Regions from separate parts of the Mus musculus genome. Here all the other regions are linked to region 7. The links are chromatin contacts, called in public HiCAR-type and promoter capture Hi-C maps. All regions are on one chromosome and are shown on one strand. The core of a region is the stretch at or near the end of the contact, and the rest is flanking DNA. Distances in the headings are between cores, read along the strand shown. Region 1 holds the start of D130040H23Rik (RIKEN cDNA D130040H23 gene). Region 2 holds the start of Slc18a1 (solute carrier family 18 (vesicular monoamine), member 1). Region 3 holds the start of Zfp964 (zinc finger protein 964). Region 4 holds the start of Zfp868 (zinc finger protein 868). Region 5 holds the start of Zfp869 (zinc finger protein 869). Region 6 holds the start of Zfp963 (zinc finger protein 963). Region 7 holds the start of Zfp882 (zinc finger protein 882).

The links. Promoter capture Hi-C pulls out the DNA fragments that hold promoters and counts their contacts. HiCAR-type assays count read pairs that join an accessible place to other places. Capture Hi-C pulls out chosen DNA fragments and counts their contacts.
Region 1: a contact with region 7 is called in a promoter capture Hi-C map of hippocampal neurons, with 9 times the contacts expected there. The contact joins the promoter of D130040H23Rik here to the promoter of Zfp882 in region 7.
Region 2: a contact with region 7 is called in a promoter capture Hi-C map of liver, with 3 times the contacts expected there. The contact joins the promoter of Slc18a1 here to the promoter of Zfp882 in region 7. A contact is called at or near these places in 3 of 39 promoter capture datasets (cranial neural crest and liver).
Region 3: a contact with region 7 is called in a promoter capture Hi-C map of liver, with 6 times the contacts expected there. The contact joins the promoter of Zfp964 here to the promoter of Zfp882 in region 7. A contact is called at or near these places in 3 of 39 promoter capture datasets (hippocampal neurons and liver) and 2 of 9 other capture datasets (adipose tissue and liver).
Region 4: a contact with region 7 is called in a HiCAR-type map of astrocytes, with 9 times the contacts expected there. The contact joins the promoter of Zfp868 here to the promoter of Zfp882 in region 7. A contact is called at or near these places in 3 of 39 promoter capture datasets (hippocampal neurons, liver and neutrophils), 3 of 115 datasets of contacts at active chromatin or transcription factors (astrocytes, neural progenitor cells and regulatory T cells) and 1 of 9 other capture datasets (adipose tissue).
Region 5: a contact with region 7 is called in a promoter capture Hi-C map of adipose tissue, with 4 times the contacts expected there. The contact joins the promoter of Zfp869 here to the promoter of Zfp882 in region 7. A contact is called at or near these places in 1 of 484 Hi-C or Micro-C datasets (uterus) and 1 of 9 other capture datasets (adipose tissue).
Region 6: a promoter capture Hi-C map of hippocampal neurons shows a contact between it and region 7, with 6 times the contacts expected there. The contact joins the promoter of Zfp963 here to the promoter of Zfp882 in region 7. A contact is called at or near these places in 2 of 39 promoter capture datasets (hippocampal neurons and liver).

Annotation. Positions count from the first base shown.
Region 1 is chr8:69,269,259-69,273,036 of GRCm38.p6, forward strand. It overlaps D130040H23Rik (RIKEN cDNA D130040H23 gene), which reads left to right and starts at 1,846. Exons shown (of 5, transcript NM_001384124.1): 1 at 1,846-1,933.
Region 2 is chr8:69,087,212-69,091,251 of GRCm38.p6, forward strand. Slc18a1 (solute carrier family 18 (vesicular monoamine), member 1) reads right to left here and starts at 2,011. Exons shown (of 17, transcript NM_153054.2): 1 at 1,770-2,011. Atp6v1b2 (ATPase, H+ transporting, lysosomal V1 subunit B2) reads left to right here and starts at 1,525. Exons shown (of 14, transcript NM_007509.3): 1 at 1,525-1,717. The coding sequence starts at 1,582.
Region 3 is chr8:69,652,138-69,655,865 of GRCm38.p6, forward strand. It overlaps Zfp964 (zinc finger protein 964), which reads left to right and starts at 2,419. Exons shown (of 4, transcript NM_001177527.1): 1 at 2,419-2,459. The coding sequence starts at 2,457.
Region 4 is chr8:69,622,882-69,626,934 of GRCm38.p6, forward strand. Zfp868 (zinc finger protein 868) reads right to left here and starts at 2,667. Exons shown (of 5, transcript NM_172754.2): 1 at 2,554-2,667.
Region 5 is chr8:69,715,304-69,719,259 of GRCm38.p6, forward strand. Zfp869 (zinc finger protein 869) reads right to left here and starts at 1,599. Exons shown (of 5, transcript NM_001039965.1): 1 at 1,465-1,599. It overlaps Gm51532 (a long non-coding RNA gene), which reads left to right and starts at 1,804. Exons shown (of 2, transcript XR_003947396.1): 1 at 1,804-2,450.
Region 6 is chr8:69,747,939-69,751,665 of GRCm38.p6, forward strand. It overlaps Zfp963 (zinc finger protein 963), which reads right to left and starts at 2,024. Exons shown (of 4, transcript NM_001200023.1): 1 at 1,894-2,024. The coding sequence starts at 1,896.
Region 7 is chr8:71,906,389-71,910,522 of GRCm38.p6, forward strand. Zfp882 (zinc finger protein 882) reads left to right here and starts at 2,218. Exons shown (of 3, transcript NM_001166645.1): 1 at 2,218-2,350. The coding sequence starts at 2,348.

The sequences.
Region 1 (3,778 bases), core at 596-3,095, 2.6 Mb before region 7:
CTTTTAATTTTGTTTCCTGGAGCTTGACCTGTCCCAACTCATGACCTTGATTTATTTTTGAGGACGCCTTGAACATTCCTGACCCTTCCTAACCACTCTTGCTAATCACATAATGACCATAGTGTGTGTTTTTGAGATATTTTTTCATATTACTTTACTGCCTCCATGTCTCCCTTCTGTAAACTGGCTTGGCAAATCTTATGATTTTACTCCTTAAAGTGGGTCAAAAATGAAGGGTTTCTCTCTTTAACCTGACTTAGGGGGCAGTTGCTGGCTAGCTCTTGGGTGCATCCCAATAAAATCAAGCTTGGTTCAAATTTGGCTCAAAATTGTGGTAGTGGCCTTATTCTCTCCTGGCTAGATTAACACATGATTTTCATTTATGATCTTGTGGTACAAGATGAACATGCCGGAGACATTTCCTTCCATCTTTTAAGATAATTTTTTTATGTTCCTGCTTGACTTTGAGTTAGAAGGCACATAAACGTCTCTGCTTTTAGATTGCGACCATGTTCAAAAGTGTATTTGTTAAATGAGCATGTTGAGGAATAAGCAGAACTCCACGTGAATGTGTCCAGGCTTCCTAAGAAAAATCCCCATGCTTCCTTTTTTGAGAAACAGCATTGCTTTGGAAATGACTCCCATGCCCATACAGGTAAGAACTTTGGCTCAGCATTTCTGTTTTGTCTGCTGTGATAGCAATTTTTGATAGTCAGACTGAATACATCTGGAATTAACTAAAACCCAATGGGCTGAAAACATGCGAGGGATTTTAATTAAAGCTTTTAAAGTGGAAAGACATTTCAGGATCTTTTGAGGTGACAATATTCACCTTTAATCTGGGCCACACCTTCTGGTAACAGCCTACTTTTGTAAGTTCATTTCTTTACTGGCATTAGAGCCCCTATCTTTAAAATCGTGGGTTATACTGAAGACCGGCTGAGACAACCAGCCTAATGGACTGAACTAGTGAATTCTTCAACTTTTAGTTGGTAGACAGCCCTTCTTGGACTTGCTGGACCACAGCCTGTGAGCCATTCTAATAGATTCCCTTTCTACCTACATAGAGATCTGTTTTATCCCTTCTGTTCATCTAGAGAACCTTCACTAATACACAGCTATGTTCTTTTCACCTTAACTCAGGAACATGCTGGCTAAGAATAGTGTTCATAAAAGGCATGTTTCTATGAACCAATTCATTCTAAGTATTCAAGTTACCATGGAGACTATACTTTTCATTATTACTAATTTGTCAGGAGACAGGCCTGCATTTCATGAGGAAAACTCCTATAGGAGTGGAGTACCATTCAGCCTTCTGGTGGGAGGTATACCTATCATTGTGTTTCTGATCTGGTTCCAGCTTTTCTCTCAGGATATTCTGACGTACCCTTGCCTCCCAGGTTACATGCAGTTGAACTTCACCTAGCCTCAGTGTCAAGCAAAAGAACAAACGTTTTGATTCCTAAAATCTCTCCTTAATTGTTAATATTGTGGCTCCCTTCTACTTGTGGGACACAAAAATCACTCCACTCCACATTGTGAAATGAGATGCACAAGCCAGCCACCCAGTGTCCAGGAGGAAGAAGGAAATGTTGCTGAGTGCAGAAAGGCGGAAGGGTGAATGGTTGGAGGCAGGGGCAAATGCGACTGAAATGCAAATATGTGCATATCCGGGAAAGGTCTGGCCTTGGGGTTGATATCAGCTCTAGCAAACACTGTGCTGTGTCCCTTCTGCATCCTCTAAGCATAAGGGGGAGGTTCTTGTCACTCAAGTCTCATTAGCCAATCAGACCCTTGAGGCGGACCTCCAGTCAGAAGGGGAGGCGGGCTCTTCCGGGGGACTTTCTGCAGGCTGGAATCTGAAGCTTCCTTAGTGCTAGTGGTTCTTTGCCACTACCTGCGGCTTAAGCGCGAGCCTGGGAGAGAAGATATGGTGAGCGAGGGGCGGTTGCCTGGTGAGCAGTGGGCTTGTGAACCTCGGGAGCCCGTGTGGTTGGCCCTCCCTGGGGTCGGATGGGAAGCAGTGGTTAGATGCAGCCTGCTGTGAGATTCTTTGTGGTATTTGCATCTCCCTAGACCCCAGTGGTGGTCTGGGAGCTGCATCTGCGCAGAGCCTTGGGAACAGGGGTAGTGTGTAGAAGTATCCTTGTAGTCAGTTTCACCAGGCTTTTGTTGCATCTGAAGATGGCAGTTTGCCAAACTCAGAGAGTCCCAGTTTCTCTAGCATCTCTAGAATTTCTGTGCTTCATATTTAATATTTAGGAGTACGATCCATTTGGAGTTAGTTTTGGGGAGGTAGTAAATGGCGTTTCATGTGTTCGTTAGCACTCCGCTAATAATCTGTGATGGAGAAGGGTAGAGTTGATGATGGAAAGGATTTACCAATGCTTAGGAGATAATAAGTCACGCAAAGTAGAGTTTAGCTAAGGGTGGGCTGCCTCTAAAGCATCCTAAAGATGATGATAAGTAGTATGCTAACCAGGCTTCTTAGACATGAGGTGATCAGAAACACATGTTCACTCACCAGAATTGTCTCGACATTTGGCCCCAAACTCTAACAAAAGATTTACAACCAGCCACTAACGCAATCCGCATATTAAAAGGCAGTTAGTTGTCTAAAAGCTATTCAAAGAAGTAGTGCACGGTCACAACTAACATCAAGGTCTGGTGTGCTATACAGGTCTAGTTTTTCCCACTAAAAAAGCATAGTTTTGCCCGATGGGTAAGACACAGCTCTTTGAAAAGGAAGGGCACTGTTGTGTTGAGGGCTGGCCTGATCTAGCAAGGTTTTCCCTGAGGCTTTCCTGTGTGGAAAAGGAGCACTGCCCCTTCTCAAACTGAGGAACAAACCTGGTAGATCCAGTAGAAACCTGGATTGACACAGTTAAGTCAGCTCAGAGGTTTGAGACACAGGCCACTCACTGGCTGTAGCTGTGTGTCATGGGTTATACATCTCAACAGCTAACACTGTGCCCAGAGGCAAGGTCAATCGATATCTTATTAATGGCATTCCCTCTACTAAGGAAGGATCTACTCTTTTTCCAGGTCAATAGTGCTAAGATTTTTTTTTCAATTATTTTTACCTTTTAAAAATTTTTTAACTTAATAACATGTACACTTTTTATTTTCTTAATTTAGGTTATATGTGGGAAACTGAGACAGTAATTCAAATAAAAAAAGTGTTTTGGTTGTACACATAGAAGAGGTAATGGAGCAGAAAAGTGAGAAAAGCAGAGAGAACAACTGAAGGTGAATCCCCACAGGGAAACTCCAAAGCAATGTAAAGCACACGGGGAGTTTCCCCACCAGGAGAAGCAGCTGGCTGGGATCATGCTTTTACACATCACCTCCAGTCAGCAATTTGTTAAAAGTTGTCCGTCAAGGGAGATGATACACGTACATTTCGGCACGCTGAGCCTGCTGCAATGACTTAGGGTGACAGGCAAAACTAAAATAGCAAGAGACAAATATACCAGAGGGCTTAGAGTTAGCAGGTAGGCGGGATGTACTGATGTGCTCAGTAGAGTAATACAGACAGAGCACCAGCAATGCTGACCACATTTGTCATAGCATTCTCCAACTAAGTGGTGGTCCTATGCTACACGGTGTACTGTGTACCCAGTGTAGCTAAAGCATCAGTTAAGTACAAAATTATACATCATTTTTACCTTTTAAAAAAGTCAGTTATTGGTATCACTTTTTAAATGTAATTTTCTTTAAATGTGTCACTGCTCCAATCTCTATTTCTTTCTGTTCTCCAGTGTTTCCTTCTCGTTAG
Region 2 (4,040 bases), core at 761-3,260, 2.8 Mb before region 7:
TTTTAAAAAGATTTTTAAAAGATTTATTTATTTTATGTATATGAGTACACTGTAGCTGTCTTCAGACACACCAGAAGAGTGCATCTGACCCCATTAGACTGGCTTTCAGTAAGGTTTATAACTTATCATCAGTGAGCCACCATGTGGTTGCTGGGAACTGAACTCAGGACCTCTGGAAGAGCAGTCAGTGCTCTTAACCACTGAGCCATTTCTCCAGCCTCTCAAATTTCTTTTTTTTTTAATTGTGAAATATTTACATAATATGTCTTGTATATAGGCTGTAAGTCTATAGATAAAACTCATTTATATTCCATACATACCTCACATATATAGCCCAAAGGGAATTTTATAACAACATAGTAATTGGGCTGGAGAGGTGGCTCAGCGGTTAAGAGCACTGGCTGATCTTCCTGAGTTCAAATCCCAGAACCCACATGTGGCTCACAACCATCATGATGGGATCCGAAGTCCTCTTCTGGTGTGTCTAAAGACAGTAACAGTGTGCTCACATACATACAAATAAATAAATCTTTAAAAACAAAACAACAACATAGTAATTTTGTGAATGAGGCAAAGATCCATGCTTCCCAAACTGATAAGTTATAAACCTTACCGAAGGCCAGTCTAGACATCCTCTTGTGTATTTATCAACAAATCTATGGGGAACTAACACAAAGAAGTTTTTCAGTATGTTGCTCCGTCATAGCAAAGTTCTTGTTTTCCTCTTCTGTTCTTATATTGTAAAGAGAACAACAATCAATTTACTGTGTTGTTCGTTTCTCACAGGCTGGTTTTTCTTTTTGTTTTTTTTGTTTTGAAACATAGTTTCACTATGTAGCTCTGGCTGCCCTGGAACTCAGACCTTCCTGCCTCTGCCTCCTGAGTGCTGCGTTTAAAGGCTTGCGCCATCACACCAAGCCAACCGCTAGCTAATTTTATCACAGCCAAAGAAAAGAAACTAGAACCCTTTGTGCGTTCTAACCTCTTAACTGGTTTTCCAATCTGTTCCTAAGGTGGTCTTCCACACCATATACTCTTCGGATATGCAAGAAAGCCAAGTCTGTTCGAAAAGATCCACGAAAAAAAAAGAACTTGGTAGTAGGATAAACTGAAATAAATTTCGACACAAAGTTACCAATCATGGGACTAGGTTTTCTATCTTCTGCTTTCCAAGGTGTTTTCCACAGCTTGATTATGAACCTCAGTTGTCTGTATTTTCTTATGCACGTTTTCCTATCTCTTCCTTCCCTACATTCCAATGAATCTTTCTTTTTCTCGTGAATCCTCTCTCTTGTGTCAATTTTGCCCTCTGGCCCCTTTCGCTTCTCTTTTCCCGCTCCCAGCCTCAGATCCGCGCTCCCAGCACTCTGGTCAGCTCCCTATGCGCCTAGCATGCGCGCGCACCCTGCACCGCCCCCGCAGAGCTCCAGTCACGAGTCTGGGGGCGGGGCGCCGCCGAGAGGGCGGGGCCTCTGCCGCAGCTTCGAAGCGCGCATGGGTGGGGCCGGCCGCACGGGCCTCCCTGCTATATGTGCGCCTGCGCCGCGCTGCTGCGGGGCCAGTCGGGACGGAGGAGACAAGATGGCGTTGCGAGCGATGCGGGGAATCGTGAACGGGGCCGCACCCGAACTGCCCGTGCCCACCGGTGGGCCGATGGCCGGAGCTCGGGAGCAGGCGCTGGCGGTGAGCCGGAACTACCTATCCCAGCCTCGTCTCAGTGAGTACGGGAAAGTGAGCGTGTCCACCAAGCCCTTGGCTTGTGCTCTCACCTGTTCAGCCAGCGGGGAGGGAATGGGATTCATTTCCCCCATCGCTCAGTTCACAAGCACCTCTCCAGCTTTGCGTGAGCTTTTCCGTGACTTCGGTGGGCCGAGCGTGAGAGCACCGACTGGAACCTTCCCATGGGCTAAGTGGGCTCCTGATGATTGCCCTACCCGCTCCGAGTTCTCTGGGTATTGTCAGACACTGGTCTGTCTCTGAGGGCCACTTCTTGTCACTGTCTTCATCTGCTCCTGGCCTCATTTAAATGTCTTCGGGTCGAGGGAACGCCTACTCCGTCCCCCTTTGCCCCGTGGACCTCTGGGCAGGTGGACCGTGCAGAAGGTGTAATGTCATCGCTGATGTGGGCAGGCCCCGCGGCTAGAGGGAGATGTGGCTTATTCTGTAGGGAACCGCTTCACTGGAGGACACCTAGATACCGGAGAACCTTAGAGCTGAAAAATACCCTAGTCGTGCAGTCCCACCCTCTCGTTTTACAGGCGAGACGCCTAAGGTTCTGGAAAGGAGAAGCCATGCCTGGCTTCAGACATCTAATTATTGGGAAAAGAGGAACCAAAAATCGAGTTTCTTAATCCTTTGCTTGGTCTTCTGTTGTTTATTCGTTTACTGACCAGCTAACCAAACGCAGTTAAATGGAAGGTTGCTTTCCACTGTTATGTTCATAGGCTTAAGTGTAGTGATCATAAAAGACCTCAATAAGCCATGTTTAGACAAGCCAGTCATTCCCAAATGGCTCTTGTTGGCTGAAGCTTTCGGTTGTATAGAATCAAACCTCTTCACGGCTCCCTTAAAGCCAGGCAGAGAGCTTTGAAAGAAGACTTTTTTTTTTCCTCTTTTTTAAGTATCTGTTGTTTTCCTGAAAATAAGGTTCCATTTGCACAGGTTAATTGGCAGCTTGGCTCTGTGGGTGGCTCATTGGTTAAAAGCGTTTCAGCTGAAGGGTTTTAGCTAGGCGCCCTCCAGCCTGACTAATCCTGTCCTGAGCTGTCAGTGGGTCATGTGATAACACTGCAGCGAGGGGAAGGGAAAAAAAAAACACACACACACACACATTGGAGAGTGGATTGCTGAGGTGTGCCTTTTAAGCATTTTTTTAGAATAATTGTTAAAATTAGAGAATGCCTGTTAGGGGTTCATGTGAGCCCAAGGAAACGTCGGGAAAACTGACAGATTTATACCTGAGAATTACAGAATCTCTAGAATTGCATTTGATATGTATGCTTTGCTCTGAGCAGAGCACATAGACACTGGTGTGGCTTCTAAGGGAAAAATGTTACAAGGTTATAGTAGTCTCTTTCCATATAACAAGTCATTCAGAGCCAATTCAGGGAGTGTCGACTACTCCATGGCGAAGGTCTTAAGCCCTTCAGGGATGAGTAGTGTTTCTCCACCATATCCATGTGCTTGGCCAATATTTGAAGAGTTTGTTCATAGGAGGATTCTGCTGACTAAGCTGTCTCTAAAAGTTGCATCTTTGTATCCCCAAGTTCACAGTGTCTGACTTAGGAAGTGCTCTGTAAATCCTATAACTTGGAATTCAATTTGTCCTAATAGTTAAGCGTGTATTTTTTTTTTAATATGGATAGGGTTTTTAAAAGGGAGTTGGTATACTGCATTTAAATATCATCTTTTACTATTTTTGCCACATTTTTAGTCAAATTTAAATATTAACTCAATTTTTTATTATTAAAGTTTGATGATACTATCAAAATAATTATAATTAATTGATACACACTCTTTGGAGTAATTTTGGCAGTTGCCCTGTGAAAATCAGATCCTGTTTTAAAACAACTTCAGGATTATTAAAAATTCTAGATATTATATGTACATAATATAAGAAATTACTCAGGCTGTTAAAAAGAAACGGAAAGTAAAATATTCAGGCTGGAAATTAGTAACTAATCTGGAGCACATCATTTGACTTTCTGACATCACAAGGTAAAAAAAAAACTTTGCCCTTTTAAACGTTAAGGAAGATCAACAATATCTTCAAAGCTATTAGAGCAAAATACTATGAGCTTGGTTGGGTTCACTTTTCTTGACCCAGCCAAGCTAACCTTAAGTTTCTTATGTCACAAAGCAGATCCCTAGCAAAAACCACAAGTGACTTTCCTTGCTTTACTTCTAGAGCATGTTCAGGTTAGTTCTCTGGTCTTGCACAATTGAAGGAATGGCTTTCTTAGCATTTGTTTTGCTATGAAGGTGGTGCCTAAAGAGCTAGGGTTTATTGTGCAATGGTTTTTGCTTTAACAATGTCGCAA
Region 3 (3,728 bases), core at 1,169-3,668, 2.3 Mb before region 7:
TTTCCTGAAGTGGACACATGTGAAAAGATGCTCTGCTAAAGCAAGCACATGAAAGGACATGTGATGAAGGATTCTTTGCTAACCACACGCATGTATTGGTCCACCTTACATTGTGCAGTTGAGCTGCATTTGTCAGAACTCCATAGAGATAAATGCACCAAAAAACTCCTGGTGATGTGCTGCAGCTTCTTGCCACTTCTGCAGACTTGGGCTGATTGGCAGAGTGATGTTAGCTGAGACAGACATACATGCTGAAGTATGGCATGTGTTTAGGCAAGGCACAAAGAGAACTCATGATGTTTGGAGAGGGTATAAAAGGGACTCAGTGCACAGTGACTGAGGCTGAGCTAGGCTTGCTTATAGAGCTAGCTGTGCATCACGTGTTGGTCTTTTGACTTCTTTGATGATCTTCACTTCGCTGAGAAAAGCACAGCCAAGAACTCTTCCTGGCGTTCCTGCTGGTTGGTCCTTTCTGCTGCCGAGGCTGAGGCCTGGCTGTCTCTGCTAAATAGTACCACCACTGCTGACTCATGTTTGCTATCCCAACTCTATCAAACTGGACTGTTGGTATATCTGTGAAGTGTTTACAAGTGAATCGAGCTGCTGTTGATGACCTGTGAACTGAACTGCAGATTTCCAGACAATGCAGATGGAAGGTTCTCCAAAGAACCTTTCTAAACAGGTCCACTTCTCCTGTATCCTTTCTTTTCCACTACCTCTGGAGGGTGGTGGGCTAGAAGGAAGGCTAAAGCATTTAAGAACCATCATTAAAAATAGGTTTTGAAAAAATTAAAGTTAAACACCACATGATTTAGTCTGAGCTAGCATATGTGATGGTGTGAGACAGTGGTCCTCACCCTTCCTAATGCCATGACCTTTAATAGTTCATCATGATGTGGTGATCCCCCCAACCATAAAATTATTTTCTTGGCTACTGTATAAACTATAATTTTGCTACTACTGTGAATCATAATGTAAATATGTGTTTTCTGATGATCTGATGACACACAGGTCAAGAACCACTGAATTGGACTGTCATTGTCCATTTCAGTATAAAGTGCATTTAGAGTTCACCAGTTACAGATAAGCAGTAGGTGCTGGGCATGTTTCTTCCAAGCGCTGGCTGGTACCGGCCCATAATGAGACTTGGAGTTACCCATGGTTTACTATGTAACTTAAATCATGATAAGGAAAAGAGGAAGCCTCAAATCCCGAGTTATTCCTTAGATAAGGCTTTGTACCCTAAGCCAGGGAGATGGGAAATTTGAGAAAATAGCAGAACTGGCCTGTGAGAAACAAAGAACAGAAATTTCTCCCCCAGGGGGACTTAAAAAAAAAAATCTTGTGCCAAAATTCACAGCCGTTTTTGCCTTTTCTCTAAGGTTCCGTGTCTCTCTGAAGAACTGAATATTTAAAACGCCTTCATTTTTCTCCAGTCGCTTGGAATTTGTTATTATCTTATTTCCAGCTGTGAAGTTGAGCACAGAGGACCAGATACTGGACTGAATTATAAGTTAAGAGTTGTAAAATCACAGTACAGATAGCGTCTTAATAACTCTACCAGAAAGAGCTGATGAGGAGCCAGTGTGTTCTGGCCTCTAACAATGACCAGACTTTGTGCAACTTTAACTAGCCCAGATTTTTACAATGTAGACCAGGCTGGCCTAGAACTCACAGAGATCTGTCTTTCGCTGCCAGCAGAATGAGTGCTGGGATTAAGGGGACTTGTACCAACCACCAAGCCCCACTTGACAGACCACTATCAAAAATTTTGGCTTCCGGGCTGGTGAGATGGCTCAGTGGGTAAGAGCACCCGACTGCTCTTCCAGAGTTCAAATCCCAGCAACCACATGGTGGCTCACAACCATCCATGACGGGATCTGACTCCCTCTTCTGGTGTGTCTGAAGACAGCTACAGTGTACTTACATAAAATAATAAATAAATCTTTAAAAAAAATAAAATAAAATAAAAGGAGCCAGGCAGTGGTGGCGCTCACGCCTTAAAAAAAAAAAAATTTTTTTTTGGCTTCCCTGAATAAAAATCCAGGTCCACGGAATACATCATACCCAAGGTCCTATAACAATTCTAGGTCTGAAGCAAGAAATCACTACACTGGACGTTGAGTTGGTAAATGCACTGTGGACACCAACGACCCAAGACCAATAGGAACTAAGCTTTTGAGATCACCGAAGACTAAAGTACCCAGCAAGAAGCAGGCAGGTCTGGCTTTTATGCAAATCTCTCCCGAGCTGAGCGAAGTCGGGCCCTAGCCAATCAGGGCCTCCAGACAAGCCATCCAATCAGGAGCGCCAGGGAGCGGTGGGAGGCGGGCTCCATCGCAATCCCGCTGTGCATTCCGCTGGGAAGCGGAGAAGGCGCAGCGGGTTCGGCCCCCTTCGCTGTGGCCACTGCGGCCCGTAGCTAAGGGGAGCGCGGCCGAGCTCGAAGCCGCGCCATGGTGAGCGCAGGGCCGAAGTCCCCAGAAGGGGAAGAGCGGCCGGCTGAGCCGCGGGAGCCGGGGTGGTGGGTCCTCCTTGGGACTGGGGGAGGGGTGGGTCCAGCGTCTGGGAAAGTTCGGCTTGGTGCGAAGATTAGAGTTTAAAAGGCGAAGCCGCGAGCTCCCCCCGGACGGATTGCGGCTGGCCAGAGGGAGCCAGGCTGGCCCGGAGAGACGAGGGCAGCACGCTGCAGAGCCCAGAGCACCCGCGTGGGCGGGGTCGCTCGGTGCTGAGCTGGTCTGCCCACAGCTCCTTCGACGGCGCAGGTTTCTCCTAGTGCGGGTTGTGACAGCTTAACGTCGCACTCACTTGTAACCCTGCGTGCGGGCTTCACAGTAAACCCGCAGCTGTTGGAGGAGAGGGGACAGCCTGGGCTGCCCCAGGACAAGGGAGAGAAACGTGGAGCGGGACTAGCGAGTAGACGAAGTGGAGGACCCCTGCCGTGCGCTGCAGCTCTCTCCTTCCCCCTCCCTCTCTCCTACTTAAATCAGCCTTATTTATTGGTGTGTGTCCCCGGTGTGTGTGTAGAGTGAGGAAGGTGTAAGGTCACAGGACAACTTTATGGAATGAGTGCTGTCCTTCCGCGATTAACGGATAGAACTCAGGTTGTCACAGAGCCTAGTATAGTTTATTTTTTCTTTTCTTAAAAAATATTTACTCCTTCCCACCCACAGTCTGGAAGTTAGATGCAACAGCTTTGCATAGCATGCTGGGTAAGTGCTCTATTACTCCTTAGGCCTATCTGCAGCTTTATCCTATCTTAATGATAATTGCTTTTAAGTCAGTTTTGAAGTTGTGAATCATGAATCTCTGCTTTGCTCTTTCCCAGGGCTGTACCCGTATTCTAACATCCTTGCAATTCCATGACTTTCCGCAGCAGTTTTCAGTCTGACCAGGTGTTCACTGGTGTTCCTTAGGTGGTGTGACCCTGAGTGTTTCAAGGCGCTTACCATCAAGTGAACAAGGTTTTCCTTTTAGAACTTAGATTCTTGCTGAGCTGGTTGGGAGTCACCTTTCATCCCAGTATTCTGGAGACAGAAGCAGGTGGATCTCTGTAAGTTCTAGGTCAGCCAGGTCTATGTCGTGAGTTCAGGCAAGTCAGGATTACATAGTGAGAACCTATCTCAAAAGGAAGAAAGAAAAAAACAAAATACTTAGGTTCTTGGTTCCTCCGAATCTCTCTGTGGGTGGCATCTTTTGCTGCCAAGCCCAGAGACCTGGGGTTAATC
Region 4 (4,053 bases), core at 1,417-3,916, 2.3 Mb before region 7:
AAAGGGGAAGTAAGCTTCTTCGGAAGAAATAAAAAACTGGTTTTGCCCAAAGAAAATCTCAAAACTCAAAAAATTCAAGGAATTAATGTGATACCATAGCAAACATATAGGATACATAATTCTATCCTACTCCTGTACATTGGCAATAAGCAATAGGATATAAAAGGAAAAACACTACGCTGCTTGTACACCAGTAGAGATAAATGACACAAAGAAAATACACAAATAAAACAAAGAACTACAGACATACTGGGTGTGGTGTTGCACAGACTCAAAAGGCAGAGACAGGCAGACTGCTGTGATTTCCAGACCACACTGGTCTACAAAGTTCCAGAGTTCCAGGTCAGACAGGTCACAAGTGAGATTTTGTCTAAAAAAGACAAAATAAGGGGTTGGGAGGGGAAGTCCGCAGACATTAACTATAACTTTCTTTTTTTTTTTAAATTATGTATTTTACATGTATGGGTGTTTTGCTTCCACCACATGCATGCCTGGTACCCACGAAGGCCAGAAGAGGGCTTCATATCTCCTTGGAATGAAATTACAGAACGGTTTAAGCCACCATGTGGTCACTGGAAATCAATCTACAAGAGCAGCAGTGCTCTTAACCACTAAGCCAGCTCTCCAGCCTCACACTTCAAATCACCAATGAAAGCAATGAACCTAATAAAGCAAGTGCTACTGCAGGATCCTGGACGTGAAGTGTTGAAGGGCACAGTCGGCTGTGTCCTGTCCCAAGTTACTCCATACTGTGAGAAAACAGTGGTTTTCCAGACAATGCCTTGCCCTGAGTGACTCCATTTGACTCCATTTTGAGGAAAGAGAATGACTCCAGCCCCTTGGTACATGCACAAACAATACTATCTGTTCAGCCAGATATCACAGGCTTGTTCCTGAGAACAGAAAGAGGGCTACTCTGTAAGTTTATCAGGGTGAGTTGAGACTAGATGGGCATGTATTACAATGCTATCAGGGAAACCAGGGAAGGGCATAAATCCCTCTCCTGGCCTCTTAAATTGATAGACACCTACTAGCACTAGGATGTCTGACCCCAAACCATCCTATCGTCTGATAACTAGTATATAGATGAAGAAAGGACAAGTAGAGACTTTTGTCCCTGAGGTTTCAATAGGCCCCATGACTCACCTACTCACCTGCCTGGCCTTCCACCTAGTCCCTATCCAGACCTGGACCTGAGCCCACAGTTGCCTGCTCTCAGGGCCTTCTATCTAGAACTAAGCAGCATGGCTGACAAGCCTGAGTCCTCTCTGTGACTTCATCAAAGGCTCGCTCCCTGTGGCACAATTGTTTTGAGTTCCTTTTCATATCAGGACAAACTCTACCTACATTTCTCTCAGCCTACTTCTAAGTATTCATTTTATAAACTAAATATATGCAGAGATATACTGTGTGCTTTGACATGAGAATTAATATTAACAATTAAAACTAAAAGAAGGGCTGGAGAGATGGCTCAGTGGTTAAGAGCATTGACTGCTCCTCCAGAGGTCCTATGTTCAATTCCCAGCAACCACATGGTGGCTCACAACCATCTGTAATGGGATCAGATGCTCTCTTCCATTGCGTCTGAAGAGAGCGAAAGTGTACTCACATACATAAAATAAATAAATCTTAAAAAAAAAAGACTAGAATAAAACCCACATTAACCTTGTCCTAATTACAAATGTAAGTGAAATCACTTGGCAAATTGCTGCCATCAAAACCTTTTAAGTTTATTGTTATTCAAAAATATTTGATACTTTGGGGAGATACAAATGTGTCTATCTTATTTCTAGCATAGTATGCTCATGTTCTCAGTTTAAACTAGTAGTTCAACATACTTCCAATAAAAATGCTAAAATAAACAAGAAATAAAGGTTGTGTGGAAATGAAGAAAAGGACCAGAATGGTGAACACAATACAGAAGAATCGACTACAATGCTTCCTGACTAACAGTTCTCGGCGAACCTCGGTACGCAAAACAATGCACTATTTGAGGGAAGAAAAATTAACAAGCCCACAAATGCATAAGCAGAAATAAAAACAAAAATATAATCAAAGGATGTCTGACCGAAGAACAAAATAAATTCAAGGAGACAAGTCATCTTTCCCAGAGCTGGTTTTAAACATCTTTGCAAAGAAACTCACTGGACTTTACAAATGTCGTAAAATTAACCTAAAGAGGTTGCCACACTTACATGTGGAAAGCAAAGTTCAGAACTTCTCGAAGACAGCACAAAGAACCTAGACAGCCTTAGTCTAGCAAGCAGCCTTCAGCGCACCACCAAAAGCAGGACGTCCCCGCCAGCCCGGATCGTGACGTCATCCGCGTACTGGCTTCCGCCCATCCCCCGCCCCCCGCAGGGCGGGACCTCCCGCTCAGCGCTGACGCCAAGAGGATCAGGGCGGAAGTACCTACGGACCGCAGGCGGAGGCCCAGGTCGCAGCCCCGACGTCCCCGCGTTCACTGCCCCAACCCCAGGGAGGACCCACCACCCCGGCTCCCGCAGCCCAGCCGGCCGCTCCTCCCATCAGGGGACAGCGGCCCTCGCTCACCATTGCCAGGCTCCGAGCTCACCCGCGCTCCCCCACACAGCTCCAAGCACTGGCTCCCACAACGGCTTTCCTCAGTTTCGGTGAAGAACCTTTAGCTAACATGGCGGCCGAAAAGAACCCGCCCCCCCGCCTCCTAGAAGCTTCTGATTGGACAACCTGTCTGTAGCTCCTGATTGGTTAGAACTGCTCTAGGTGATCTGAGTGACAGGAGTAGCTCCTCTTGCAGTTCCTTAGGCTGTGAGTCTAGAGCCCATTGTTTAGTGTTGCGGTGGCCAGCAGGTGTCAACATAGGTTCATGGCTCTTGTGTACCTCTAGGTGTGCCCTACTGAATGATTCCAGGACCCTGACCAGTGAAAATAGTTAACGATGTCAGGCCAGTTTTGTGACTCTGACTTACCTAGGGACAAGTCCGCTGAAAGAACCAAACTAGTGTTTGGTGATGACAGTTCAGGGGGCACTGTACCATAGCTTCTTCAGAATATTTTTGTTGAGACTCTTCCTTTATTGTGTACAAGAGCCTCAAACTCGTAGTCCGCCTCAGTCAATGTGCCTAAAGCCATTTTTTTTCTTTTCTTTTTTATTGGATATTTATTTACATTTCATATGTTATCCCCTTTCCCGGTTTCCCTCCCTCCAAGAAACACCTTATTACATTCTTCCTCACCCTGTTTCTATGAGGGTGTTACTCCACCCAACCACACACCCACTCCCACCTCCCAGCCATCAATTCCCCTATACTGGGGCATCTATCGAGCCTTCATAGGACCAAGGACCTCTCCTTCCATTGATGCATGACAAGGCCATCCTCTACTTCAGTCCTTTCTCTAACTCCTCTATTGGGGAATCCCATGCTCAGTCCAATGATTGGCTGCCAACATCCATCTCTGTATTTGTAAGAATCTGGCAGGGCCTCTCAGGAGATAGCCATATCAGGCTCCTTTCAGCATGCACTTCTTGGCATCCACAGTAGTGTCTGGGTTTGGTAACTGTATTTGGGATGAATCCCCAGGTGGGACAGACTCTGAGTGCCCTTTCCTGTAGTCTCTGCTCTACACTTTATCTCCATATTTGCTCCTGTGAATATTTTGTTCTCCTTCTAAGAAGGACCGAAGCAACCATACTTTGTTCTTCCTTCTTACTGAGCTTCATGCAGTCTGTGACTTGTATCCTGGTTATTTGGAGCTTTGGAGCTAGTATTCACTTATCAGTGAGTGTATAAAATGTGTTTTCTTTTGCACCTGGGTTACCTCACTAAGGATGATATTTTCTAGTTCTATCCATTTGCCTAAGAATTTCATGAATTCGTTTTTAATAGCTGAGTACTACTCCATTGTGTAAATGTACCACATTTCCTGAATCCATTCCAGATTTGAAGGATCAAATCTTCAAATCAGGGATCAGGGTTGTTTCCAACTCCTACCTCTTATAAAAAAGACTGCTATGAACATAGTGGAGCATGTGTCCTTCTTACATGTTGGAGTATCTTCTAGTTATATGCC
Region 5 (3,956 bases), core at 349-2,848, 2.2 Mb before region 7:
AGCTACAGGAGATCTGATGTCCTCTGCTAGCTTCCGCAGGCACTAGGCATACAAGCGGTGCAAACGAAACACCATACATAGGATACAAAAGGATGCATCTCCCTCCCCTGGCCTCAGAAAGGGATGGACACCAAGCACTAGGATGGCACGGCCTGAAACCAGCCTATCATCTGATACCTGTGTGAGCCAAGGATCTAGTCAGGGACGCAGCTTCAATTCAACTGAGTCCCTGTCAGTTCACCAGGACCAGTCAGTCTGCCTTTCATATCATATAGACCACTACAGCCACTTTCAAACCTGACATCCTCGGGCTTCATTCAAAGCTCTCCCCCTGTGGCTCACTAGTCGTGTGTTCTAACTTCTCTCATCAACTGAAACACTGCTTGCATTTCTCTTCGCCAACTTCTGGGACCCTCTGAACTCTGCTGCAGCCTCTTTAACTTATGCTGGTTGTGTAAACAGCATATGTGGATATAATTATATATTTACCGTGTGATATGAAAAAATATTAATAATTAGGATTTGGAAAAATTGAACCTTGGATAGAATATCTTGGAAATATAAAATATCTTGGAAAAATAGCCTTGGCCAGATTACCACCAGAGGCGTGACACCTTTTTACTTTCTATTCAGTAAATTATGAAATTGTGGAAATACACAAACATATTTGTCTGTTTCTGATATAACATCCTCATGACCAGAAGACACAATCAGAAAAATGTCAGTTCCCAGGTTCAATTACAGATTTAAGATAATTCCCACAAAATGCTAAAAAGTTCTTATCAGGTACATAAAAGACATTGCTGAATTTTATATGTAAAATACTTTTAAAAAAACACACAAAATGGTTAGCACAATGTAGACGAACCCACAACACACTCGTAACATTTCCAATCAAATACACAAGACAACACACTGTTTAGGAAGAATAAACAGATCCACAAAAAAAAATTTTTTTTTAAATTAGGAGACAAGCTGACCTTTGATAAAGTAGTACAATCTTTTCTAGAACTGTTTCTGGGACACCATCCGAAAGAAACTCTTGGACAAAGACTCGGAGAATTTCACAAAATTAACTCACACTTGATGCTAGACCTACGAAGCCCACAACGTCTAGACCACAGCGCAGAGAACACAGCAGTCATAAGTGCGACACCAAAAGCACAAACAGGGCGCCAGCACTGGGCGGTGACGTCACCAACCCGGAAGCTACCCCCTGATTAGGAGGAGTCTTCCGCTCCCCGCGCTCTGCGCAGACATGGCTGGAAAAGCGGAAGTGATTAGAGTCCTCCGAGACAAGCACTGGCCAGTGACGGGGCCCACGTCGCCCAGTGGAACGCACAGGGTGTCCGCTCGGCCGGCCGGTCCCACCGCTCCCCCAACCCCGGGAAGGACCTATCACCCCGGCTCACGCGGCTCAGCCGACCGCTCCTCCCCATCCGGGGACAGCGGCCCCGCGCTCACCATGGCGCGGTTGCTGAGCTCGCCTGCGCTCCCCCTACAGCTCCCGGCAGCGGCGATCACACCGCAGCTCACGGGACCACGCGATGCCTGCTTAAGAACAGAATCTGCAGCATGGCGGCGGATAGGACCCACCTCTCGTCTCGTCTGGTGTTCTTGATTGGACATCTTGCCCCGAAGCTTTGATTGGCTAGAGCTGCACCACAAGTCTGATTGACAGGAGTTCCCTAGATGCAGCTGCGTGGATGACTCAATTCCATTGCTCTAATTGGCTAGCATGCCCTGAATGATGAAGCAGTTCCTTTAGGCGCTCTTGAGTGAGTGGCCTGGCCTGAAGGTTCTGATTGGCTAGCACTGCCCTACGAGGGCCTGAGTGACAGGAACAGCTTCGCTTGGTCCTTGTGAATGAATGTCCTGCCCTCAGGGCCCTGATTGGCTAGTGAAATCTGAATGACAGCTCCCATAAGTGGATGAACTGAAATTAAAAGACGTGGACCACACAGACCTTCCCAACTCTGGCTTTCACCCAAGTTCATGCAAGTCTGCTTCAAGACGATCTGATTGAAGCAGGACTTCCTTGTGCATCCCAGAACTTTCACAGCTTGTCTTCTTGCACTCAGTAGGTACTTAAGGTTCTTCCTCTTGGAAGCCTTGTTTTTGTGCACAGTCTATTACATACACTCCCCAAGGCAGTGATCACTTTGCCTCACAACTAGACCAGGGCCCAACCCAACCCCTATCACATCGAAACAAGACTTGATGTCCTCCGGGTTTCAGGAATTTCAGCAAGTCACGCCAAAGATTGCTCAATTATAACAAGTTGCACCTTTTCTTTTTAAGCAGAGAAGCGAACCCATTCCAAGACCAAGGTGGTGTTGCTTTTCCTGCAATCCCAACAAAGGAGGTGGAAGCCAAAGAACCAGGAATTCGGGATATACTTCCTGAAAAACTTCCAGTATCAATCACAGACTACTCCAGGTCAACAGAAGGTATTGAAAGACTCCGAGAGGAGCCCCTCGCTCAGGCCTCAGGACAATAGCGGACACCCAAGAACTCACGACAGACCGAGCTTGTTGCAAACCACATGAGGCTTTATTCGGGGAAAGCCAGAGCTCTGGGGACGACTCATATCCCACGCAGGGGTAGAGGAGTTGTCCTCGAGGGGAAAGAGGTCCCAGTTTTTATAGGCCCTCAGGGGGGAAAGGAGAAGGGGGAGATTAGGGGATTTCCAGATCTAAACAATGTCTATTCTCAAGAAATGGGTATGGGAGGGGTACAAGGAAAGAGTCTAATGAAGGTGCAGCAATGGGCACACACCTGGTCAGAACTTTGGCAGACACACAGGTTCAAGAAGTGGCCAGAGCATTGTGCACCTCTATTTTTCTAAATCAGTGAAGCTAGTTCTGCTAACACTGACGTCTATCTTGCCAATTTCAGGGCTTCTGTGTCCTTTTACATTCTGCCAGGATCTTTCAGTATTTGAAGGAGCCTTACACATTGAAGATGCCTGTATCCACGAGGCCACAGAAATGACCAAACCACACTAGAATAGTGAAGGAAGACAGGAGATAGCTAATTTTTAAATAAGCAGATAGCTAAGGAGAGTGGCTCTGGATCAAATCAAACTGATTAGGAGTTCATCCACTTGGGATCCAAGGATTTACTCCAGATTCTTGCCCAAGAGAAGCTGCCTCATGGTCCATCCATTTGCCTAGGAATTTCATAAGTTCATTCTTTTTTAATAGCTGAGTAGTACTCCATTGTGTAAATGCACCTACACGGCTAACTTCACACATATACCACACATGCACACATGCACGTTCACTAGCCCCATTCCACTGAGGGTCACTCACAACCCACCTGGTAGGCTTGACTGAGCTAACTCCCTCTTGCCCTCTGTGCTGTAGGCCACTACTAACAAGGCCAGGTAGGATCTGAGAGCCTTCTTCATAGAAACTTCAAAGATTTTATTCTTTAATATCATTTAATATGAACCAATCAGCTAAATGTATGCTGGCTGGTCCATTTCTAGAAGGATAAATGCACTCTTGCAGTTGTGCAGTTTTGCTCCACAATCTATATGTATGAATAAAGTATACTTGGGGGAGGTGGCTGGAAAGATAGTTCCAAAGTTAAGAGCACTGACTGCTCTTCCATAGCATCTGGGTTCAATTTCCAACACCCACATAATGGCTCACAGTAACTCTAGCCCTACAGGATCCAACATCCTCTTCTGACCTCCCTGGAAGAGGCATGCACGGTGCACATACATACATGCAGAAAAACCAATCACATGAAATTCATAAAGGGCCACAGTGCGCCCTCTCTGAACACCACACCCACCTGTTGTACAGGAGACTGTGGCTTTGTGTGAATATGTGCTTTTTGAGGGAAGATTTTTGGCTTGGTTTGGTTTTTTTTTTTTTGTTTTGCTTTTTTGTTTTTTAAACAGGGTCTCCCTAAATAGCTTTGGGCAATCTGGAGCAATAATAATC
Region 6 (3,727 bases), core at 774-3,273, 2.2 Mb before region 7:
GAATGAGCTGAGCAAAGATAACACCAATGGACATGAAAAACTGGGTAGGGACAAGCCCACAATGCCTCAATCGTACACAAAGAACTACAGGTAACTAAGGAAATCTGGGAGTAGGAGAGATACTCTTCCCCAGGGACGAGCACACTGCTTGCTTGTCCAATGCTTGACAGTCAGCCCTGAAAACATACACACGGGTAACATTCCATGGACTGAGCAGGTTATAGTTAGGAATATAGATGTTACAAGCATGCAACAACAATTAATGGAATAAGAAGCAGCCACGAATGTGAAGAAGAGCAGGGAGGATTATGGAAGGAGGTTTGGAGGGAGAAAAATGAAGGGAGAAATGTTTAATTGTATTAGAATCTCAAAATAAAATTGTTAAGTATAACACATAAAATACAAGTCTTTTCAAATAGGAAATTCCAAGACCAACAAAAACTCAAGGAAATAATAAGAAAACTTCTTGGGGCTGGGGAGATAGCTCAGCGGGTAAGACCACTAACTGCTCTTCTGAAGATCCTGAGTTCAAATCCCAGCAACCACTGGGATGTGTTCTGGTGAGTCTGAAGACAGCAACAGTGTGCTTATTTATAATAATAAATAAATCTTTTTTAAAAAAATCTTCTTGAATACAAGATTAACACAAGAAGTCCATCTTCCAGTATAATAGCAATGAGCAACTGAATGGTTAGCAATTTCCCCGAGTATGTAGCACCACAGCTCAAAGGAGACACAAAGAGAAGCATATACTAAATTTCACAAAGATCCTTGGATGAAGATAAATTTCTTTTTCAAAAATGAATCAAGCCAGGCACGGTGGCACAGGTCTTTAATTCCAGCACTTGGGAGTCAGAGACGAGGGATCTCTGTGAACTCAAGGCCAGCCTGAGCTACATGGCAAATTCCCATACAGCCAGGAATACATAGAGCAGTCACTCTAAACCTTCCTAACGCTGCGGCCCTTTGATACATTTCCTCATGTTGAGGTGACTCCCAACCAAAAAATTATTTTTGTTGCTATGTTATAATTGTAATGTTGTAACTGAGCAGTATCTCAGTTCCTAAAGCCATTGGGAATTAGTGTTTTCTGATTGTCTTAACCGAAAGGTAAAGAACCACTGACACAGAGAGATCCAGTGTCCAGAAAAAAGAAAAAAAAAATCAAATAAGAATATGCACTGGCCTAGTAAATAGAAGACAACACCAAGATGTTGCTTTCCTCAATTTACACTATAAATTCAAAACACAATCCCAACAAGAATGCTAACATCTTGTGTAACAGCAGAAAGCCGTTCTAAGGTTTATATGTAAAGGGGGAAAAAAAACCCTCAACGTTCCAGACAATTCTAAATAAATAGTACACAAATAAAAGATTTTATCTTTACAAAGAAATTTAATGATCATAATAGTGTACGAATATTTGGAAACTAATTTATCTACAAAACAGTATAAAAAAAGAACCTCACAAAATAGTCAATGTTCTTTTAAAAGAGCAAATTAAACTCAGGAGAGTAATTGTCTTCACAAATACTATCCAACATAGGCATAAATAAGCAAAAACTTAAGAGTTTACAACTCCCACAAAAGTATTTCAAAGTGGACTCTCCACCAATATGTGAAGACAACTCAGGGGAACCGGCAGGACCTTGAGTTCAGCAAACAGCCTCAGGGTACAACACAAAAACCACTTCGTGGCCGTGACGTCACCGACACGGAGGGCGGGGCCTCCCCTGCGGCGCCCTGAGCTCTGCGCAGACGCGGCCGAAGGGCGGAGCGACACAGCCGCAGCGACCTAGTCGCCGCCAACCGCAGCGGGCCTAACGCCGCACAAGCGAAGAGCTACCGATAGCTGCCACTCCTCTCCACCTGGGACAGCGGCCCTGCGCTCACCATGTCGCGGCTTCCGAGCTGCCCGTGCTCCCCTCACAGCGGCGGCCACAGCGCAGCACACGCACCCACGGGGCCTCCCTGAGCCACGGAGTTCAGTCTACAACACGGCGGACAGAGAAAATCCGCCTCCCACTGCCCTACCTCGCTCTTGATTGAGTGGTGTAAGCTTGAAGGCCCTGATTGGCTAGGTCCGCCCAGCGACTGCTGATTGACAGCAGGAGCTGAAGTGATGACCAGGCAGTCTCTGCCCTGGACTGCCTGCCTTTTACTCCAGCATATGGTCAGGAGAATTTACATTGACGCAGAACTTGTTCTTGTTCTTGGAGAGCTGGGCCCTGCTGTCTCAGTGAACTCGGCAAGCACTTCCTAGTCTAACAGGGTACCAGATGGTTCTCGTAAGCAGTCCAGTTACCAACTCAGTGTCTAATACAATGGCCCCTGTGCCTCAGACCTAGGAGGCCAGTCAGACCACTCTGGTTCCAGTTGATACTGAGAGGTTGAGAGCACATGCTGCTCTTCAGAGGACCCAAGTTCAATTTCCAGAACCCACATCGGGTGACTCCAAACTGTCTGCAAATACGGCTGCTTAGAGAACCCAGGACCACCAGTCCAGGGATGGCCCCAGCCACAATGGGCTTTCCCCCCATTAATCTCTAATTTTTAAAAATGACCTCACAGGCTTGCTTACAGCCCAAGCTCATGGAGACATTTTCAATTGAGGCTCCCCACTCTGATGACTCAAGCTTGTGTCAAATTGACATAAAACTAGCCTGCACAAATAAACATACCCAATGCAAACAAACAGACAAAATTAGAGTTGATAAAAAAAAAAACAGGAGCTGGAGAGATCGCTCAGTGATTAAGGGCACTTGCCTGACATAGTTACATTTCTGTTGCTATGATAAAACTTCATGATTGAAGTGACTTATAAAACAGTTTAACCAGGCTTAGAGGTGCAGTGTGTAACAGTCCATGCTGGTATTGTTAAGGCTTGGCCACAGGCTGAGGACTCACACCTTAATCCACTGAGAATGGCACAAGTCTTTTAAAACCTCGAAGACCACCTCCACCACCAAGGCTGCACCCAATTCTTCCCAAACAGTTCCATCACTGGGGACCAAACACTGAAACATGGCCTATGGAAGCCATTCTCATTCAAACCACCTCCTTCCACTCCCTGGCCCCCATAGACCATACTATAATGCAAAATGCATTTGGTTCTCCGTCAAAAGTCCCCATAGACTTTCACAGTCTCAACATTATTTAAAGGTCCAAATATCTTCTAAGGCTCAAGACAATTCTCTCCTTGGCGGATGTCTCATGGCTCTAGGATCTCCACTGAAATCCAGGTTTGAATTCCAAAATGACTCACAATAGCTTCTCAGTACCTTCCATGCAGGGACTACACTGCCATACACTCTCCATAGTTACAGACTTGACTCTAAAGTCAGAACCACACAGACATCATGGCCAAATTCTGCTGCCTTCTTGGGATGGAGCCTGGCCCCACTGAATCACATTTGCAGCCGTTTTCCTTTGTCATGGTTTTGGGGAATAGAAAATTACTTGGGCTTTTCCTTTTTACATGTTAGAAGCTTAGCTGGGTAGGGTCTTGTCCAGAGGCACCTGTGGTAGTTTGAGTGGCAGGCCCCCATATGTTCATATACTTGAATGTTTGGTTCCCAGTTGATGGATTGTTTAGGAAGGATAAGTGTGGCCTCATTAGAGGAAGCATGTTGCTCAGGGTGGGCTTTGGGTTTCAAAAGCCAGCACCTGGCCCAGTCTGTCTGTCTGTCTGACCCAACTCTCTCTCTGGGTGTGGATGTGGGTGTGT
Region 7 (4,134 bases), core at 968-3,467:
ATTACAATTGCTCTGTAGTAGAGCTTAAGGTCAGGGATGGTGATTTCTCTCAGATGTTCTCCTATTGTTTGGAATAGTTTTTTTTTTTCTATCCTGTGTTTTTTGTTGTTGTTGTTGTTGTTGTTGTTGTTCCAAGTGAATTTGAGAATTGCTCTATCTCTGTGAAGAATTGAGTTGGAATTTTGATGAGGCATTGCATTGAATCTGTTGATTGCTATTGGTGAGATAGCCATTTTTACTATGTTAATCCTGCCAATCCATGAGCATGGGAGGTCTTTCCATCTTCTGAGATGTTCTTCGATTTCTTTCTTCGGAGACTTGAAGTTCTTGTCATACAGATCTTTCCATTGAATGGTTAGAATCACACCAAGATATTTTATATTATTTGTGACTATTGTGAAGGGTGTCATTTTCCTAATGTCTTTTTTAGCCTGTTTATCCTTTGAGTAGAGGAAGGTTTACTGATTTGAGATAATTTTATATCCAGCAACTAACTTTGCTGAAGTTGTTTATCAGCTGAAGAATTATCTGGTGGAATTTTTGGGGTCACTTAAGTATACTATCATACTTAAGTATACTATCTTCTGCAAATAGTGATATTCTGACTTCTTGCTTTCAAATTTGTATCTCTTTAACCTCCTTTTGTTGCTCTGGCTAGAACTTCTAGTACTATATTGAATAGATAAGGAGAGAGTGGACAGTCTTGTCTAGTTCCTGATTTTACTGGGATTGCTTCAAGTTTCTCTCCATTTAGTTTGATGTCGGCTATTGGTTTGCTATATACTGCTTTTACTATGTTTAGGTATGGGCCTTGAATTCCTGATCTTTCCAAGACTTTTAACATGAACAGGTGTTGTATTTTCTTGAGTGCTTTTTCAGCATCTAATGAGATCATCATGTGTTTTTTTTTTCTTTGAGTTTTGTTTATATAGTGGATTACATTGATGGATTTTCACATGTTGAACCATCCCTGCATCCCTGGGATGAAGCCTACTTGATCATGGTGAGTTATTGTTTTGATGTGTTCTTGGACTCAGTTTGCAAGAATTTTATTGAGTATTTTTACATCAATATTCATAAGGGAAATTGGTCTAAAGTTCTCTTTCTTGTTGAGTCATTGTGTGGTTTTGGTATCAACATAACTGTGGCTTCATAGAATGAAGTAGGTAGTGTTCCTTCTGTTTCTATTTTGTGGAAGAGAATTGGTATTAGCTCCTCTTTGAAGGTCTGACAGAATTCTGCACTATTTATTCATTCATTCATTCATTCATTCACTCATTTTTATTTTAAACTAGACAGTTCTGGAAATGGCTAACTCTGGAGTGCTTGTTTTCGTTCCAGTTAGGTAAGGATTCTTTATCGTGTCACTGTAATATCCAAAATAAATTCAAGACTACCTAGTACCTTCCCCCTTCAAAAGGACTTTCCAAACTGTACTACCAGGCCAAGTACAGAGCCAGATAAAGAAGCTGGCTGGCTAAACAAATATAGAAACATAGTTTTAACGGTCAAAATGACTAAGCTTACAGCTGCCAGAACAAGATTAACAATGCCCCTGCCCTGCCTTACACTAAAAACCACAAGGACAGACAAAATGAGAGTCACCCTATACAAATCAACCAATGTCCAAAAAGGTTATTGGCTACACCAATTAAAATAAGCCAAACTACCCTGGTGCCTAGATCCGGCCCTTACAAAGGTAATAAAAAGTGTGTTCCTTTGTTCTGGATCTCTCCTCTGGCCTGGTGCTGAGAGGGTGTTCCCCAACATGTTGGACAAGTAAAATCCTCATGCGTTTTGCAACGATGGCGGTCTCTGTGGTCTTTGTAAGGGTCTTTTGACAACATACAACATCACAAGGGGCTCTGTGTATGGGTCAAGAGCACCAGTGGGAAGTTCCTTAACTCCATTTTTCTTTCTGGTGCCAAAGTCGCTAAACTGTACGGTCAGCTCAGGGAGTGCTGTATTGTTCTACCCTGCAGTGTAACATTGACCCTCCCCAAAACAGTTATGAGATAAGTGATCCAATCAAGACTGGGGTCAGGCAAAGCGGAAGAGCATCACCGCCATCTTTCTTTCTGGTGCTACCATAGTTGCGACTCTGTTCTCAGTTGAGTGCCAAACTGTTCAGCTTCAGGTTTCTCATGACCGTCAAACCCAGTATCAGAGTCAGGTCGCTGGAGGCCCGGAGAACAGAGCGGAAGTTCTTCACCCGCCATCTTTCTTCCTGGCAACGCCATTGTCACTGCTCTCTCAGTCCAGTCCGCTGAGGGAGTTTGGGGTCGCTGGACCTCAGGCCGCTCCACCCTGGAGCCGCGTGAGGCTGCTTGAGGTCCGGAGCTCAGCTATGGTGAGCATCGGGGATGCGGGGAATGCAGGCGAGTCCCTCGGTACGGGAACCACGGCAAAGACTGCAGCTGCGCGCGCGACTCCTGGACTGCGCGGCCAGCTGTGTTGGCGGTACGGGAGCCGCGCGGGGGCGATGTGCCGCTGCTTTGTTTTGCCTAGTAGAACCTGATTTCCCAGTCTTTCCGGTCCATGGGAAGCGGATTCTGGAATCCTTGAATGTCTTCTCCATCCAAATGCTTTTGTTGTTGCTGCTTGATTGACAATTGAAATCCCTCGGTTCCCAGGCCCGTCCCCACATTGCCAAACTCACTGGACCGGGCGATCCACAGGTCCCCGTGAGCAACATGGGGGTGCAAGGAGTGTGGCCATCTGTGATGCAGTTGGGCGGTTTGTAGGGATTCAACTTCTTTAATGCTGAGACATGACTTTATTTGAAAGGACTGTTAGAAATAGGGAGAAGGCCCGAGATAAAAAGTGTGAAACGTGTCAAGCGGTGGCTAGAAGAGAAGGGCTTTGCTTGGAGGGATATGTCAACAGTATTAAGGTACGGGTTTGATCGTGCTTAATAGTGTTTTGTCTTTTCTGAGCAGCCAGTCATTTTCAGGCAACAAGTGAACAATTTGTGAATTGGTTTTTCTCTAGGATCAGAGTCTAGTTTCAAACATCATGTAGAAATCCAGCATTAACACCATTATTTTATTGGTGCTTTCTCTGGTATATATTTTTGGCACCTTTGTTGAGAATCAGTTGGCTGAACGTATGGGCTTATTTTTATTTTCTCTTTTCCAATGGACTGTACATCAATATTTATGACACTACTCTGTCGGGTTTTGCTTCGTTCTGTTCTGTTCTGTTCTGTTCTGTTCTGTTCTGTTTATTTTCATTACAGATCTGCACAGTGTGCTCTTTTTTTGCTGAGGATATCTTGGGCTCCCCCCGGGTCTGTTGCACTGTCATAGCAATTTTAAGAACTGTTGCTAGTTGTGTGTAAAATGTGATTATTTAATGGAAATTTCATTGAATCTGAATTACAACTTTGAATTATTTTAGCAATATTGATTCTCCTAATCCATGATCATGGTAGTCTTTTCTAGTGTCGTGTTTAATTTCTTTATTTTTTTTAATTGAAAAAAAATTCACACAATATATTCTGATTACACTTTTCCTCTCCCCAACTCCTCCCCAATCTCTCCACCTCTCTGCCCACCCAACTCCAAATCCTCTCTTTCTTTCTCTTTATTTTTTTCTTCAGTGACCTAAAGCTGCCTTTGTAGAACATTTTCTCATCATCATTTAATTTGGGCATTTTAGTTTATGTGTATAGGCATTATGACTTTCTAACAGTGTATCTCTGAGATAGTTCATTACTTGCTGAGAGAAAATATACTGGCATTGTGTGTTGATTTTGTACCCTTGCTAAATACTTTATAATATAAGCCTTTTTGGTGTAATCTTTTGGACTCTCCTTAGTTTTCTCAGATATGTGTTACTTTTGTTTGTTTGGTTGGTTGGTTGGTTGGTTGGTTGGTTTTTTCGAGACAGGGTTTCTCTCTATAGCCCTGGCTGTCCTAGAACTCACTTTGTAGACCAGGCTGGCCTCGAACTCAGAAATCTGCCTGCCTCTGCCTCCTGAATGCTGGGATTAAAAGTGTGCGCCACCACACCCGGTTTATACCTTTTTTGTTTGTTTGTTTGTTTGTTTGTTTGTTTGTTTGTTACTTTTTACACAGACAGTATAACTGTGTACGCCTGGCTGACCTGGAACTCTTAACCCTGCTTTCTTAG